2 separate regions of the Hordeum vulgare genome follow, and region 2 is linked to region 1. Evidence: chromatin contacts called from public Hi-C data. All regions are on one chromosome and are shown on one strand. Each heading gives the region's core, a stretch centred on a gene start, on an enhancer-like site or on the middle of the called end of the contact. The rest is flanking DNA. Distances are from core to core; before and after follow the strand shown.

Region 1 (5,550 bases), core at 2,333-4,832:
GCAATGCCATGACTGCAAAGGAACAATGCCTCAATGCTCCACCAACTTTGGTGAAACCCTTCCAAGGATAGTTCCTCGTTCTGTATGGACCATGGGGTGGTTCCCATATAGCAAAACCTAACTAGAGCACATACAAAAGAAATGAGTCAAAATTGACAGAAAAGGTGAGATAATCTAAATAGAAGGTTAGCTTTAAAGCAAGACCGAACCAGGGTTTCCTCTTGTGCTGATGCCTCGACAGCTGCCCTGTACCCACTATATAGAGGATCATCAGAAGCTTGATATACAAGAATTTTTGAAGGAATCCTTTCATACTCCATGCATTTCAGATATCCATCGACACAGCCTAGAGTGAACAGCCGAATTGTCAATAAAGGCATAAAACTCAGACGTATACTGCTGTAAAGCCCGCACTTTGCTGCCGGTCTTACTAAATGTTTTAGTGAGTTTATTTTGAATTAATATATAAAAAATTTCATGTTTAAGCATCGAGTTATAAAATCCAAATGTTATTTAAGTGAATAAACCAACTGAAATGTTAAATTTTGGTACATTAGTTTTCTGGGGAGTGTCTTAATATTTTAAAGTTACAAACTGAGACATCTTAATTGTCCTCTCACCAAGGGATGTGTCTTTTAACCAAAGGACATGGAAGTCCCAACTGCCCAGATCTAACGGGCTTGACTGATCCTCAATTTAACCCAGCAACTGTTCTTTTTAGAGTAATGTGGCCTAGTGCGGATGCTGCATTTGGAGACAGTTTTAGAATAAAGAGGGATACACTAACTCTACGGTGTTGCAATGATACCACAACTAATATTTTCTACCTTTTTTAGCAATGTATAGTTGATAAACTAAGCATTGTTATTTTTAAGGGTAGGGGTGTGGTATTATTACCTTCTAAGGATTTTGCAACACCAGCAAAATTCTTTGCGATCAAACTGTGCAAATCTTCTCCGGCCCAGATTGGGTAAATACCTATATTGATTCCCAGGCTGACAGCAGCACCAAGAGCAATCAATACAAATCTACTTACAGCCGTGTCAGTGAACTTCCCTGTGTTGTACCCAGAGACCATGACATAAACGAATGTCAACAAGAATACACGAAATCCATATTCATAAGGCTTCATCTTTGGGTGTAGCTTTGCCAAGTTTGTCATGAAACCTAGCAGCAAAACACATAAAAATAAGAGACTACAAATTAGATACGCTTATATGAAATGCGCCAGGAAATGATCGCAGCATGCCGACAATGCTTACCAACAGTAAAGGTGCTCATAATAAGGATCACTTCTTCCAATGCACCCAGGTTTTTGGACAATTCGGCAACTGCTAGAGCAAGCCCTCCTGCAGTAAGTGTCCCTAATCCCCTATTGAAACCTTTGCTCAATGTTGCACCTGATAATAGTGGACCAGAGCACCGTATTGAGATCGAGGTAAGACAGAGTGATAAATAACTGATGCTTTATGTATTGAAATGATATTTTGAAGACCAGACATGCACATGAGTAAGAAACAGTCTTCACTAAATGCTAACTAAGAAGTACTGCAAGTCAGCGATGGCACCTTTCGGTCCATGTTAGGAACTGCATAATGTGCGAGCGTACATCTGTGTGAGTTCTACAATCGGTACTACAATGAAGGGGTCCCAATCATTCAACTGGAATCACGAGAGGTTAGTGGTACTTTCAAACACTCATTGTGAAAAGTTTACCAAATATAACTAGGTAAAAAAGACATAACCACTTCATATACAGAGCCAAACAAGCAGGCTAAAGGACGAACATGCAAGCCATGAAGCCAACGATATAAAATTCAAAAACACCACTACCATTATGGTTGACTTCTGCATCACAATGATATTATGGAAGACCAGAAAGCATCACAGAAAATAAAATACCAGTTGAGAACTACGGGTACCTTTGGTCAAACAGCAGTTTGTCTTCAGAAAAACATTCATTTCTTCAGTCATGTGTGTTTCTACCATTCCATATAGTAAGTTCTACAACAGGTCCAAGATCAACGTGGTCCCAAGTAAAATCTCCAGCAATAAAATTTAGCGGTGCTTTCCATCGCCCATAGATAAACTAATGACGTTTTCCTAAAGAAAAGGCAACTAGATCACTTTCTAAGTGGTGGCCCAGAATCTAAACAATCCAGAAAAGAAAGAATCTACCGGCGATCAATATAAATTATAGGAACACCGCTAGATTAATCTACTTATCACAAGGTCATCTCCAGTTTCGATAGTAGCGTGCACGTTTCTTGCATCACCAGCAATAATAGAAGGTCAATTGACAGGACATGATGAAAGACAAATTCTCTCTGTCCCTTAGCGGTGAAATATCTCACTCTAAATGATGTTGAGACAGACTTCTCTGTTAGTTGAGAGGCTGTTGACATAGACTTTACACTCCTGAAATCTAAGCCTGACAGGTTCGTGTGTTCTTCACTGCAACAGGAACTTCTGATCCGCAAATCTGATCAGAATAGCACGGCAAAATGTTTACCCCCGATTAAAAATTGACATGCTCCAGTCACTGATGAATTGGGGCATAAATAGGGCACATGACAGAGGCCTAAATTTAGCATTACGAGGTCAAGTCACGGGGAATGTGTTCCTCCAAGACGTCGAACCAATGACGGCACAGCACAGAAACCGTCGCAACGGAACGTGAGAAAGAAATGGCGGAGAAGCGGCCTGGACTGGGCGTGTTACCGATGCTGAACTCGAAGACGACGACGACGGTGAGGATGGCCCAGACGGAGTGGCTGACGATGTCGCGCGGCTCGCGGAGGAAGACGAGGAAGGAGATGAGGGCGAGCGCGAGGCCGACCTTGGCCGCGAAGACGGGCTTCCGGGGGTCGGCCCGCGCGAACGCCCACATCTCGGCCGCCCCGTCGCAGAGCGCGCCCCAGGCCCCCGCCACCGCGGCGCCGGCGCGGCGGAGCAGGCCCTGCTTGGGCCCCCTGTCGCCGCCACCGGCCTGGGAGCCCGGCAGGCTCCACGCCGACGAGAGCAGCGGGACGTCCCCCCGGGCCCCACGCTGGTCCTCCAGCGTCGACCACAGCGACCCCAGCTGCGCCGGCGGCACGCCCGCCGCGCCCGCGGCCATGGCCGGATGGATCTGCGAGAGCTTCTGGAAGGAAGGATGTCGCCCGCGCGCGTGGCGTGGGTTCGGATTTCAGGGTGCCGCAGTGTTGGTTGCTCTCGGCCTTTCTTGGTCGGCTGCGCCCGCCCGCCTGTCGCGCTCTCCGGTCTCCGCTATATGGATGGACTCTGGTCCGCCGTGGTGTCACCCCGCTGGCTGCAGCGCGACGCGAAAAGCTGCGGAGCCGGGAAGGGACGGGAGGAAAGCGCCATGGATGGGTGGCAAAGGCCGCTTTTTTATATGGCGGAATGGAATCCGGCGAGCGGCTGGCCGCCGTGCGATGCGATCCGCTGCGCGGCGCAAGGCCACGCAGGGCAGAATTGATCCGTCCCTTTCTCGTGATCTATCCTTTGTATACCGCGTTGTCGGATTGGTCGGTCTGATCTGAAGAATTCTCTGCCTTTTCTTTTTCGCGAGAAACTCTTGCTGGTTCCAAAGTAGGTCAGGGATTGCTTCTTCCTGCCTCTTTTAGTTTGCACTTTTTTTGGCTGGTTTGTGAGGTCATTTGCTCTTTGGAATCTGCCCCCTTTCGATTCCTCTGTCCAAGGAAAAAATAATTAATACTACATTTTCTGAGATTTTTGCCAATGGGAAAATTTCTTGTCATGTCCTTTCGATCATATAGAAATAGGTTATTGATTAACTGAGAAGTTCAAAGGAAGTGGATAGCCTAGCCACAAATATAGAACCCGAAAGTTTAACCAAGCTATGAGCAAACCTGATGTTGTCGAACATTTGCTTCAAGAGTAGGTCTCGTCAGTCTAGAAGTATTATTGATGTTATCTGATTCAGCAATGAAGTCGTTGAACAAACATTTTTTTTTAACTGGACTTTTCCCCATTTCATTACTAGAACAAAAACACAAAGTGTGACATCAAAATCAGGAACGAAAGGGTAAGAAGAGAGCGAGTTCAAAGCACCGCTAGAAAACCCACCGTGTTTGCCCAACAACAAAAGAGACGCTATGAGGAGAAAACCTAGGCAACACGTAAACATCAACTAGACCTATTACAATCAAAAGGCTACCACCAGTTCAATACTAACAAACACATGCTCAAAGTCTAGCACGATGTAACACAAAAGAAGATGCTTCGATCATCATATCTTCATATGGCCAGTTCCTAGACCTCCTCGGCCGGAGATGACGACTTCATCGATCCGCATCAATCTTCCTTAAGTTTTTGCAAACTTTCATAAACATCATGGTCCCATTGCGAATCATCTCGACTCCAGCGCAAAGCCTTTCCGCATCCTCGCCTTTGTGAAGTCCTGCCCAATACGTGAGACCTTGTGTTCGGCTAAACCAAACTACGGTCATAAACGTCCTCGGACACGTGCAGGTACCATAAAGGACCTGTTGGAAATATGCCCTAGAGGCAATAATAAATTAGTTATTATTATATTTCTTAGTTCATGATAATCGTTTATTATCCATGCTATAATTGTATTGATTGGAAACACAATACTTGTGTGGATACATAGACAAAACACTGTCCCTAGTAAGCCTCTAGTTGACTAGCTCGTTGATCAAAGATGGTCAAGGTTTCCTAGCCATAGGCAAGTGTTTTCACTTGATAACTGGATCACGTCATTAGGAGAATCACGTGATGGACTAGACCCAAACTAATAGACGTAGCATGTTGATCGTGTCATTTTGTTGCTACTGTTTTCTGCGTGTCAAGTATTTATTCCTATGACCATGAGATCATATAACTCACTGACACCGGAGGAATGCTTTGTGTGTATCAAACGTCGCAACGTAACTGAGTGACTATAAAGATGCTCTACAGGTATCTCCGAAGGTGTTAGTTGAGTTAGTATGGATCAAGACTGGGATTTGTCACTCCGTGTGACGGAGAGGTATCTCGGGGCCCACTCGGTAATACAACATCACACACAAGCCTTGCAAGCAATGTAACTTAGTGTAAGTTACGGGATCTTGTATTACGGAACGAGTAAAGAGACTTGCCGGTAAACGAGATTGAAATAGGTATGCGGATACTAACGATCGAATCTCGGGCAAGTAACATACCGAAGGACAAAGGGAATGACATACGGGATTATATGAATCCTTGGCACTGAGGTTCAAACGATAAGATCTTCGTAGAATATGTAGGATCCAATATGGGCATCCAGGTCCCGCTATTGGATATTGACCGAGGAGTCTCTCGGGTCATGTCTACATAGTTCTCGAACCCGCAGGGTCTGCACACTTAAGGTTCGACGTTGTTTTATGCGTATTTGAGTTATATGGTTGGTTACCGAATGTTGTTCGGAGTCCCGGATGAGATCACGGACGTCACGAGGGTTTCCGGAATGGTCCGGAAACGAAGATTGATATATAGGATGACCTCATTTGATTACCATAAGGTTTTCGGAGTTACCGGGAATGTACC
Region 2 (5,908 bases), core at 1,253-3,752, 170 kb after region 1:
CAATCTGAGGGTTTGAGAAAAAGATTGAATACACGCGACGAACTAGGGTTGGAGATGAGATGGTGTTGGTGAAGATGTTGATGAAGATTGGTCCTCCCACAGAGGAGGAAGCATTGGTGATGACGATGGCTTCGATTTCCCCTTCCTCGAAAGGAATTCCCCCGACAGAATCTCTCTGTCGAGAGCAAAAGGGCCTCTGCCCAGGTTCCTGCCTCGACGACGGCGCTTCATCCCGAAAGATAACTTATGATTTTTTTCTAGGGTAAAACACACCATATAGGAGAAGATGGGCGCCAGAAGGCCAGCTGGGGTCCCACAAGCTATTAGGGCGCGACCAGGGGGCGCCCTGTTAGCTTGTGCCCAGCTGGTGGCCCCTCTCTGGTATATTTTTTGGCCCAGAAATTCTTAAATATTCCAAAAAAATTCTCCGTCAAATTTCAGGTCCTTTGGAGCTAGTTGATTTTTCTTCCTTTTGCTTGGTCTCCCGATCCATAATTCCAGTTTCGAGATATTTCCGTCTTAATGATGTACCTTGCATATTCATAGATAAAAGGCATACGAATTGTATTATAATAATGAATAATGGACAGGATCAAGAGAAATATCAACAATAATTCATGATGCAAAATGAGCGTATCAGTGCCCCGCCAGCATCGCGCCCGACAGCGGGCCTTATTGGAGTCGCGTGGCGCATTTGTGAGGGACCCGTCACCTCCGGCTTGTCGTGGTTTGCGAAGCTCAACATGCTTTGTATGGTCGTCCTCCAGTCCTCCATTCTCTCTGGCGCAGGCTGGAAGGTTAGCAGTAAATAGGCCTGCGCCAGGGCTTCCTCCGCAGTCTTGGGCATGGCGCGACGTGAGGCACAGTGCCACTTTTACTCCCAATAGTTCCGGGAGGAACGTTCCCCCTTCCTGCCGCACGCTGCAGGCCCTCCTCTGGAGGTTGACGACAAACTTGGCCCTGCGTGCCCTGGATTGGCGAGCATGGGTCTTGTCCGTACGTCGCCCGGGGTCATCGTCGACCCGCGGGTGTTGGTCATGGTTGTCTTGCACGGGAAGCGGAGAAGGCCCCGTCGACGTCGCCATTGATGCACCTGCTGTAGTCTCGGCGTTGTTCCCGGTCATCTCAGGTGCTCATGGTACCGCCATGACAACAGAATATGGGTCGCGGTTGGTGGAACTCCGTGTGGTGTTGTGGCTGCGCTCACTAGCGCGATGAGCGTGATGGTCGCCCCAATTGACATCGCTTGTAGCCACCTGCGATGGCGGCTTGGACGAAGATGGGGGATCAAAGACGCGCCCCTGGCTTACTTGGGGGCCATGGGCGTCGATGAAGAAGCCGATGAAGAAGCGCATGAACTGACGAAGATTCGCGCAGGCGTAGCCCCCTACCTGGCGCGCTAAAGATGTCGGGGGAACGATGATCTATGGGACGTACGAGGCCCCTTGTGATTCAGGATGGGGCGCACATGCACAAAGAGCATCATCGTTCACATGCACACGTGGGGTTTTTAGACAGGTTCAGGCTGCTCGAAAGCGTAGTACCCTACGTCTCGTGTTTGTGAATTATGTGGATGGAAGTCCAAATTACAGGAGTGCAACAACCCGGCAAGGAAGCGTGAGGAGTGCAACTACGCGTGTAAATGGACAAAGTGTCGACCTTTCTAAAGAAGCCATGGACCTCCTTTTATAGTGCAAGGGGTCACCATAGTGGCTAAAATGGTCTTTTTGAAAGAGTGAATAGTGGCTTCTATAGGTGTCGAAACCGCTGACATGAGCTACAGTGTGAATACCTAACCCTGACAGATTAGGATAGATGCATTAAATGCACCGCGATATCTCTTGGAAGGATCGTCTCTCCTTTTGTGTCGTTCGCCTAGTTACCTCTTGTTCTCTTGACACGCCGCAGGATGGGTGTCATTAAAGATGCTGCATGTCCGTAACTATTGCAAGAGGCCTCTGAACGAATCCACCTAACTGTATGCCTGCTCGACACCTCACGGATGCTAACAATCAATCTAATAACGTGGGGGCAGCGGAGATGTGATGAAGTCTTGCCGGGCCTGATGACTGTCAGGTCTTCTCTCTCTTCGCAAGGTGGCTTTCCCGGGCCTTTGTCTTGTTGCTTGTGGTTTGAGCTTTCTTCCGATAGAGTGTTGCTGGACGAGGAGGCCGCTGCCGTCTGTGCACGAGTGAGGATACTAAAAGACTCTCTTTTAATACACTGACATATTGTTCATCGAATTTGTTCTTTTTCCATCATCCGTGATACCGTAAATTTTGTTTACGATACCGAAAATGTAAATGTAAATTGTAGTACGGCAGTTTAAATAATGCACTCACCAACTTCATTCAAGTTGACAGTTCATCTCTGTGATTTTTTTTTTAATGTCATCTCTGTGATTTTAGTGGAAGGCGCACCCTCCCACTCCCACGAATGTGTTTGTGGAGCCGAGCGAGGTGCGCGCGTGGGGTCTGCTTCGCCACGTACTCTACTACTCTTGCTACTCAGCACAGCACCCCTCACTCCATAGTCTCTCTCACCGTTCCCTCCTTCCAGAGCGTTCTACTCCGGCGAGATGCTCCTCTCGGAGCTCCCGAGTCCCCCTCGCCCATGGCGCCCTCGCGTTCGAGAAGCCCATTCCGCCCGCCCTCGCCACCTCCCTCTCCTCGGCTCCCACGCTACGCTTTTATCGAGAAGGCGCCACCTCCACCTCCTCCTGCCGCCTTCCGCGACCCCGTCCGACGACCCCGCGCTCCCTCCGGCGAGGCGGTCGGACCACCCGAAGAAGGCGTCGGGTGAGGGCGAGGGGTGGAGGAGGAAGGCGGTGCCGCCCGGTACGCGCGGGCCCTCCAGCCCTGTCCCCAAGGAGACGCTGTCGTCGCCCCGGTGGACGGCGAGGCGGCAGGCGCGCGCCGCGTGGTGGAAGGCGACGTCATTGGTGCCCAGGAGGGCCAGGAGCGTCATCCTTCTCAACCTGCTCGTCCTCATATTCGGTACGCACGTATTCGGCTCCCGCGCGCCCTGCATTTCTGATAAGAGTATCTACTGCGTACTGCACACCACTTGTTCGATGGTATTTCAGAGAGAACTGGCGAGGGGAGGGTTGTGTCAGTGTCATAGCTGGGGTGATGCCTTCTCGGATTGGAATGGTGTGGGTTATTTCAACACCACAGCTGAATTGTGTGCCTGCATGCTAGTCAGCTAGTGTACATGGAAATGTACTTTTTAGAATACCATACCGTACTATGTCTTCATTCATACAGATTAATAGCTTAATCTATGGAATGGGAATTTCAGCTATAAATTGTATGATTGCAACTCTCACATAATATTGTTGCGAACTTGTTCAATATATGCTATGTATTTTATGACTGTGCATACCTTTTCATGGATGTTGTATCTATCCTTTTTGCCTGGTATAGCATGCCACTTCTCCTCTTTTTCTTCTTTAAGGCCATTCTTGTTGAAGTCCATGCTCCATTTTCCGATTATTGCACATAAAATGAGTGTCAATACACTATACTACAGTAGTGTGATTTGGGAAATGTGTATCCAATTTCAGATTAATTATACAAGTAAATTCGCACCCCACTACCCTATTTTAAATGTGATGGGTGCTGCTGATCACTCCTTGTCTGAGATTTTCTCCTGAATAGTCAGCTGAATTGAATTTTCTTTTTCTACCAGCAAGCAACATTTCTATTGTCAAAGAAGCGCAGACTATGTTGGATCCTGACCTTTTCAATATCATACGCTTCACTATCGCGGCCATTCCTTTTGTGCCATTCTTGTTGAAGTCACTCAGAGACATGCACGTTGTTATTAGGGGTGTAGAGTTGGGGATTTGGGTAACCTTGGCCTACCTCACTCAGTCTATTGGGTTAGTTACAGCTGATGCTGGCCGTGCATCTTTCATATCCGCCCTCACAGTAAGATTCTTTCTCAAGCTTAGCCAATAAAGTATTCCCTATAAGATATGTTGTATGTTCTTTACTCAAACATATTCAGGTGATCATTGTCCCTTTCTTGGATGGTATTCTTGGAGCAGAAATACCTGCATATACGTGGCTTGGAGCATTTTTATCAGTTCTTGGGGTTGGTATTCTGGAATTAAGTGGTTCTCCACCATGTGTAAGTCAAATATCTACATGCAAAGGTCCACAAGTTTGTCTGAACGTTTTTATTTGTCTTATGACTTATAGTACTGTTCTGTCTCAAGAATCAAGATTAGTGTGCTTTAGAATTTGAGCTCTGTATTAGTGTGCTTTAGAATGGAGCTCTGTATCAGTGTGCTTTAGAATTTCTTGGTTCACTAAGTTGATAATAACTGCACAACTTGCAACATATCATGTTGATTGATCTTGTCTCTGCGTACTGTCATTAGGTTGGTGATCTTCTGACCCTCCTTAGTGCCTTTTGTTTTGGAATTCACATGCTCAGAACCGAGCATATTTCCAGGAAAATGAAGAAAGAAAATTTCCTAGCCCTTGTTGGATGTCAGGTTAGTTTTTGACTATTTCTCAACGTTTCTCTTGCATTTATGTCGTGAAAATTTCAACTTTGTTTCGATGAAGTGTTCTAAAAATTGGTTAAAAATCAGGTGGTTGTTGTAGCTGTTGTGTCGGCAGTCTCGTTCATTGTTAAATGCTTCCTCCAGACTGTGGTACCCTGGAATTTAAAACCACATACACCAACAGAGTTATTCAGTATGATGTCATCTTTTCCTTGGCTAGCAATACTCTACACAGGCATAATTGCAACAACCTTTTGTTTATGGGCAGAGGTTCGTAACTAGTCTTGCTATGTCCATTCTTTTCAGTTGTATGCCAAAGTTTCTTTTAGGAATACCTTCTTTTGTTCTGAGATTTTCCTGTCATCAGATTGTTGCTATGCGTGATGTGTCAGCTACAGAAACTGCAATAATTTATGGTCTGGAACCAGTATGGGGTGCTATTTTTGCATGGGCAATTCATGGTGAGAGATGGGGCATTACTGGACTTATTGGAGCTATCTTCATCATAGGTACTTATTCACCAGCCACCACATTCTCAGCTACATTCTTCATTACGAATTTTCGATGATGAAAGTTGGTGACTAGTTACATTACAAACCATCAATGTTCCTTCACTGTTTGGAAATGTAGGGCATAGTTTGGCCAACTAAGTTCAAATTTGACCAACAACTAATCTGAGAATATGTGGGTTTTGTTAAAGCACAATAAGATTGTGTTTTTCCAAAAGTACTTTCTTGTGACTGTGATTTGTAATATTGTAGTACTTCAAACTTGGACAATAAATTTAACACCTTAGGTTTCCTACAGGAGGGAGTACCCACAGCGAGAATATTGACTCTTGTTTTTCTTTTCAGCCGGTAGCTTGATGGTTCAGGTACTGGGGTCATTTCTTGATATTGATGTATCAGAGGACAGTTACCAGATGAACAGCTGATACATAAATCGCAAAAATACGAGGATTTCATATGATAACATATGATCACTACTGCGATGTAATATGCCAAGTAGCTAGCATGACACTGCAACAAGATCTAACTACAATTATGGCCAGTTGCACAAGGAAAGGAAAGTTCACTAGGCTGACAACAATAGGGGTGGCTCACTAGTGGCCTGGGCAACTGATGAAAACAAACTGTGGTGCGTCGTCACGTGGAGAACACAGCTACAGAAAGTGGGGATGCGTATCACTCGACTAAACGCCTAGGGTAGCCTGATTTAGTACCAATTACATTCTAAATCCCGTTTTCTCTCGATGTAAATCAGTCCACATGATGTAGTATGTAATACGTTACCTCATGCTGATTCTGTATTGACCTTTGTTTTAGTACGTTATTGTTCATTGTCAACTAGATATGTCTATAAAACTAGATTGTACCAACTGACACATAGTTT

The links. Hi-C and Micro-C count contacts between places; a contact is called where the count stands out from the background.
Region 2: a Hi-C map of leaf shows a contact between it and region 1, with 5 times the contacts expected there. The contact joins the promoter of LOC123411579 here to the promoter of LOC123413294 in region 1. A contact is called at or near these places in 3 of 6 Hi-C or Micro-C datasets (leaf and seedling) and 1 of 1 datasets of contacts at active chromatin or transcription factors (embryo).

Annotation. Positions count from the first base shown.
Region 1 is chr7H:117,806,335-117,811,884 of MorexV3_pseudomolecules_assembly, forward strand. It overlaps LOC123413294 (aluminum-activated malate transporter 9-like), which reads right to left and starts at 3,583. Exons shown (of 6, transcript XM_045106235.1): 1 at 2,722-3,583; 2 at 1,263-1,400; 3 at 898-1,167; 4 at 210-346; 5 at 1-121. The coding sequence starts at 3,118.
Region 2 is chr7H:117,981,500-117,987,407 of MorexV3_pseudomolecules_assembly, forward strand. It overlaps LOC123411579, which reads left to right and starts at 2,503. Exons shown (of 7, transcript XM_045104548.1): 1 at 2,503-2,996; 2 at 3,691-3,932; 3 at 4,012-4,134; 4 at 4,388-4,504; 5 at 4,604-4,786; 6 at 4,884-5,025. The coding sequence starts at 2,579. The region is part of intron 1 of LOC123411581 (a long non-coding RNA gene); the gene reads left to right.